Linked DNA regions of Mus musculus: region 1 is linked to region 2. The links are chromatin contacts, called in public HiCAR-type maps. All regions are on one chromosome and are shown on one strand. Each heading gives the region's core, a stretch centred on a gene start, on an enhancer-like site or on the middle of the called end of the contact. The rest is flanking DNA. Distances are from core to core; before and after follow the strand shown. Region 1 has its middle 81 kb from the start of Gm40638. Region 2 has its middle 22 kb from the start of Prdm1.

Region 1 (3,124 bases), core at 279-2,778, 380 kb after region 2:
CTGTCCTAAAATGTACAGAAATAGAACTAAGATAAGTACTGTAACTTTTCAATGGAAGACAAGTCCTAGGATGCCAGTCACTAATGGTTCCATGCTGATTTTTTTTTTTTTTTGACATCCATGGCATTAGCCAATGGCATCCTAGGAAACATGTGTCATTGCAGACAATAAAGCAGTGCAGTTCCAGGCAAAAATTCCTGAACATAATTTGAGCTAGCCTCAGGTAGCTTCCTAATGGGCTAGCTTCCCTGGTTATTCCATTGTGCTTTAAGAGAAAACAACACAAACATGTCCCCTCCAACCCAAACATGTCCCCTCCAACACAAACATGTCCCCGCCCACTTGCCCCCTAAATCTGGTTTTGAGTTTCACTGGAGTTCAAAACCTCCTTGTGGCCACTGTGCCATCCTGGCTGCTTGTATTGTATTTTGTGAGTAGAAAGCACTCCTTCCTCTTAGGCTCTGCCACATTTGCTGAAGTTTTTCTTAGGATCATGAGCTTTTTGTAACAGTGAATGTGAGCTTTGGTCATCATATGTTCTTTCTTATAAATATCCACAGCACCTTATAGTCAGCAAGTTGCATCTACATACACACATACCACACTAGCACACACACACACACACACACACACACACACACACACACACACACACGAAGACAGATTCATGGTTCATGGCTGTACCTCCTACCATTTTCTATGGAATTTCTATGGAATGCTTAGCCAAACCAAAAAAGAGCTTTCCTACCATATGAAGGTAGAGTCACCTTGGCAGAGCAGAAAGCAGTTTTTAAGGCAGGGTAGCAGGTTCTAGAGGAAGAGCAACAGAACAAGAGCTGTAACCGCAGAAAAAGCTTACCGTTCCTCCTATTAGCATACTTATGAGTGGAAAGACCAAGTCAGGAGCACTCAACAAAGGCGTAAGTGTAGACACACGTATGCTGAGCTTTGGGGCAGCTCTGGGCAAGGGACAGTCCCAGCAGGCCTGGAATCTTGCTATGGTTATCTTTCCACTGCAATTCTTTAGTTCCCTTCTCCTGATGATCTGGCCAGTTTGTCTCCTTTAGAAAGGAATTTAGTTGTGTTTACGTTTGTCTCACGTGTGTAAAACAGGAATGCATCCATCTTGGCACAGGGTAGAGATGATTTAGCTTCAGAGGGGTTTTCTAAACTTGAAGCACTATGTCATGAAGAGGCGGCTTCCTAAAACGTATGCTGCCTAGTTGTGGCCTTCCATACTAAGGGGCTCTGAGCATGCGTGTGGGCACTCCGTCCTCCTCCCAGAACACTATCCACATCATTCTGTTTAAATCTCGTCGAGAGGAGCCATCCTGAGAGTGGCTGCCAGGGGAGCCAGACTCTTGCGTGTTGTCTTCTCTTTCCTCTCCAGAGTTGGTCCCTCGTGTTTAAAGAAAGAGACTCTCAAAGTCAGGAAGCTAGTCAGACATCCAAACTATGTAGTGACGTCGAGGCCTCTGTGAACCGGAAACAGACATGGACTGCATCCCTTTCCGACCCAATCAGTTCCAAACATCGACCTCTAGTGCTTGTGGGGCTTGGCTGTTGGCCCAACCTGTACCCTTTGCAGAGGCAATGTACAGGTCATGGAGGTCACTCTTATTTTTTGTTTTTACTGTTTAAAGAGAGAGTTGGGTGTATAATCTTGGCACTTTTACAGGAGGCTAGTGGAGGAGAAGAAAGAGGAAAAAGTAAGACTGTTTTTAATTCATCAAACCGCTGCTGATTTAGGAATAATAAACACAAGTCTGTTTCCTTGATTGTTTTATAAATAGCAAATATTTGGGTGAGGAATCTGATAAGTGCGCAGACTATAGGGATTGTTTATCAAAATGATGCGTCAGTTAAAAAACAAAACAAAACCAACAACAACCCCCACCCCCAAACCCTTGAGTCTGTCTGTAAGATTCCCTCAGTCTGGTTCCCAAGGTCCTTAGTCATCATTCCCCTGTCCTTTGAACTGGATCAAAGCAACACAGGGCCTCTGAGGGGAAAGATTGGTTCCATTATGCAAAAGGCAATAAGGTAGTGCCCTTCCCAGCAGTTAATAGGCAGGAATGTTGTAAAATACTGTGTGGTTTTCAAATACCAAGGCGGAAGTTTTCTGGTTCACAGTCTCCCTAGTCATCGAGACTGGCCTTCTGGCTTTTTCGGGCGTTTGCCAACTGTTTCCATGTTAGGCAGAGAATCTGCGTCCAAAATTTGGGGGCTGCCTGGTACTTCACTAGGTCAGCTGTATGCACGGATCCCCGGCTGCTGCTTGCCTGGTTCTCGGGTTTCAACAGTACTGAGTTACTGTAAGAACCTCCTGACTTAAGCCACTGACCCAAACATAAAGCAAATTGCATTTAAATGAGCAACGCAGGCCCTGAGGAGAATAGAAGGGAAATGTATAAACTGTGGTCACTCCATTCTTCTGATATTTAAAAATTAAAATGGAAATTTTTTTGCCCATTTGGATTGTGGGGAACTTTTGGGTGGAGACATTTTTCTGAAGCTCCTGCAAGCGGCATATTGATTTTTTTTTAATTATTAGACAACAAAGGGGAAGGTAAGAAGGTGATTGCTTTACGATATTTCTTTATTCAACAAACACTTTTTGAGCATTGGTCATGGCCAAGGTAGAGAGCCAGGTTCCAAGGAGAGAGTAGTAAATGGGAACGATTTGGCTCCAGGAGAGAATGCACTCACTCAGTGTCTCGTGGTTCTCGAGGAGAAGAACCACCTCACGGGGAGAAAAGGAACTGTTCACCCCCAGGGCAGCTCTATTCGTCTCCTACGTGACTGGTTTTCAACCTAGAACCCCAGGAAGCCGAAAGTCACCAAAGCCCATGGCTTTTTCACACTCTGTTTGGTAGTTCCAGATGCACAAGTCCTCCCATACTAAAGTGTAGCCCTCTTTGTTTCTATGCCTGACACAGAGTTAAACAAACCCTCCCCACCTTCCAAAGCACAAACTCCAGCCTCGAAGCAAGATCCACTGCGCCTGGAGACAGTGTTATAATCCTTACCTGTGGGCTCTCTGCATATGACTCCTTCATGAACTTCAAAGTTGCTTCTAATCCAAAAATCAAGAGAGCAGCTGCGGGGCTGCAGCTTGGCTTGG
Region 2 (3,223 bases), core at 638-3,137:
CTGAACACACTAGCTCTCCTGCTGTGCCACAGCAAGCAAAAACTTATCACTCAAAAGGGGCTGTGTGCTGGGATGTGTGTGCACGGATCAGTGACGCTAGGTTCTGAAAACTACTCACTATTCTTTCTATGCTGGAACTACTCCAATTGGGACACTTCATCAGGAAAGACATTTTTCTCTTAGAAAGAACTAAGTGGCTCCCGTGTTCTGTGCTCATGCCATTACTATAACCTTAGTGGGCATCTGCTTCCCTTGCAGCGGCACCAGTTCCCCTGGAGATAAATCTCACATCATTCTGCAGGATGCAGATCAGTGGAAAGACTGTTCTAGATAGAAACTTCTACATCAGGATTTCCCTTAGAAAGGAGTTATGTACTTTCCCTCCCCAAAAGAAAAGAAACGAACATGATCAGTTTTCTACAGATCAGAGAAATATAAAATTACCTTTAGGACTTAAATCAAAAAACAAAAAGTATTGTATATAACACATGCACACGCACACTGGAATCTAGGAGCTGTTCTGTTTTGAAATGACCAGGATCTACTTTTCAGATATAAAAGCTATAAGAACAACATTTATAAATTTCAAGGTAAGAAATAAAAATGGACAATGGGCTCTTTTTTTTTTTTTTTAAACTGATGATGGTATGGAATTCACGGAGAGTTGATTTTTTTTCCCTCCATTTTCAGCTACTTTTGCTTAGGAAGATCTGTGAGATGTGTTGGGATTGCTGAGATCTGAGCTATCCTGAGCACATCTCCTGGTTGCTTTGAAGCCTATCTGCTTCACTCCAAGTCCTCTCACACAGATCTAAATTCCAAGTCTATCCTTTAATGCAGAACTTGATCACGGTTGGGTCAGAGCTCAGATTGCCTGGTGGATATCATTAACAACTCCCCAACTCTCTGACATGCACGGAGACCTCTGCCCCTAATTAGCTGAAAGCTTTGAGCCTATCACTCAATGTCTCTGAGCCTAGATTTCCTTATTAAGCCATTTAAGTCAAACAAGACATAGCATGTTCTATACTACATTATACATTCCCGGGACTCCAGGTCCACGTTTCTTGTAGGGAATGGATAAAATGGAGGAGAAGAGCTCAGAATCTATGCTAGGAGTCATATTTGAAATAGCATTACATGACAGGATGCAATTGTAACACCATTATGCAGGCAAATTCAACCAGAAGTGAAGACAGGGAGGTGCTGGTGAGGCTGGGAAACTGGTCATTCCTGAACCAGGTGGTTTATGGCAGAGGAACTGAACCTGCTGGAAGGCACATGGTTCTGGGTGGTAGAGCCACTTCCACAGTCTAGATAAATGCATGGCTATTTTGGTGAATTGGGGGTTCAGGATTCTCCTCATTCCCGTGACTGCCATTAGATTACATTTCTATACTACAATACCAACCTCAGATCTTTTGACATATGTGACGTCAGAGATCTGATATATCATGGCTTGCTGCCTTTCCCCTTAAGGACTGAAGATCACTCTTGTCTTCTCTAGCTGCACTTCTTGTTATCTACAACATGATGGAGGCCCCTCTTTCCCTGTGTCTCCTTCTCAGCCATCAGCTGGACGTTTGACATCACACCAGGATGACACAGTGCCGCCTCCTACCCCAGCTCCCTTCCAGCACATTTTTTCTTCCCAAGAACACTTCTTACTTGATGCCAAATATTCCTGAAACCACACTAGGTCTTCCAACCCAATGATCAACTGCTTTTCTCCCCAGTTCACAGGTTGAAGTCCTGTTTCCCAATGTGACTTTATTAGGAGGGAATGAGAATACAGCCCCCTGAGGTATAAGCTGACTCCTACAAGGGACAATAGAGAGCTTCCTTACTCCCTTTCTGCCATGAGAATTAGTCTAGCACATGACAGGAGGCAGTCCTCACCAGAGCACAAACTATGCTCCATGGACCTTGGACCTCCTCGCTCGCGCGCAGCTCTGGGACAGACATCTCTGTCACGTGCTGCACTCTTGGAGAAGTTCCAACAGACTTGAAGGCTCTTCAGAGAATCACATGAGGCATGAAAAGAGCTTGTGGCAAATCTTGACAGAGGGTGGTATATACTTGGAAGGAGGTTGCCACAGAGAGAAGACTCACAAAGAGCTCCAAACCTAACCCTGTACAACTACAAGCTCCCTCCTGCCCAGGTAGGAGCATTAAAAAAGAGGGCAACTGTAAGTAATTTACATTAAGTTCTGCCCACTTTGAACAAAGCATGGAGAATATAACTTTCAGTCTATATCTATCCTAATTTTGTCTTCCCTACATCTGTACAACAAAAAGCAGGCCCACTCCTTAAGCCTCAAGGCTTCTTTTCTTAGAGTAAGGATGTAGGAATAAAAACTGATTTTTATTGGGTTCAATGCCAGCTCCAAAATCCCCAGCCAAAGAGACGAACAGTATTACACAGAGGAAGGACTAAATGGTTACTATGCCCATGTTAACTTCAAAAGATGAGTTACAGCTCTGCTAGAAATTTTGTCATTGTGAATAATTTAAAATGACTCACATGGTTTCCTTTCGACATTCTCTGCATTGATATCTGAAAAGTAAGTTATTAAAAAGAAAAAAAAATCAATGTTGTGCAGGAAGCCACTATATTTCCTTTCAAATTCAGGAGCTTGAACACTCAGACACAGAGTTAGTCAGACAGACACAGACACACACACACACACCTGCCTACTGATTTATATTTCATTTACTATGTATCCCAAGTCAACAATTGCGGTGAAAAATCAATTCCACTGCTTCCTGTCAGGGTTACAAGAACAGCCCTTCCATGAACATAGTTGGCAGGTGTATGAGACAAAAAGCATTCCTCTTCCTCTTCTTCTTCTTCTTCTTCTTCTTCTTCTTCTTCTTCTTCTTCTTCTTCTTCTTCTTCTTCTTCTTCTTTCTTCTTCTCCTTCTTCTTCTTCGTACCAACACAACATGAACGACAGCGTTTGGCCATGCTCTTTTCTCTAACTCAGTCATAAAAATTCTTGAGGTTCTTAACCTTACTGGAAAAGAAAACCTCAGATGACTATAAAGTAAATACACAGCATATTCCCAATATCATGGCCATCTTCAAGCAATTTCTCACACTTAGAATGCATTTATTTTTATATGAAGCAGATGCATGTCTTTGGGGCAAACCATGCCTTTTATTCTTATGTTGTGAAAGTCCCTTCTAATTAAAACAGGAAATACAAATTTCCTTGTCTAG

Evidence for each region. HiCAR-type assays count read pairs that join an accessible place to other places.
Region 1: a HiCAR-type map of kidney shows a contact between it and region 2, with 3 times the contacts expected there. The contact joins two enhancer-like sites. A contact is called at or near these places in 2 of 484 Hi-C or Micro-C datasets (Th1 cells and trophoblast stem cells) and 1 of 115 datasets of contacts at active chromatin or transcription factors (kidney).

The regions. Positions count from the first base shown.
Region 1 is chr10:44,860,348-44,863,471 of GRCm38.p6, forward strand. No RefSeq gene overlaps it. Among named protein-coding and RNA genes, the nearest start is that of Gm40638, 81 kb to the right of the region's middle. Within about 2 kb of position 1,529, at least 37 of the 459 cell types and tissues checked have an H3K27ac peak or open chromatin away from gene starts, as enhancers often do. A contact at or near this core is called in kidney, where this site is marked.
Region 2 is chr10:44,479,619-44,482,841 of GRCm38.p6, forward strand. It overlaps a transcript of Prdm1 not described here. Among named protein-coding and RNA genes, the nearest start is that of Prdm1, 22 kb to the left of the region's middle. Within about 2 kb of position 1,888, at least 7 of the 459 cell types and tissues checked have an H3K27ac peak or open chromatin away from gene starts, as enhancers often do. A contact at or near this core is called in kidney, where this site is marked.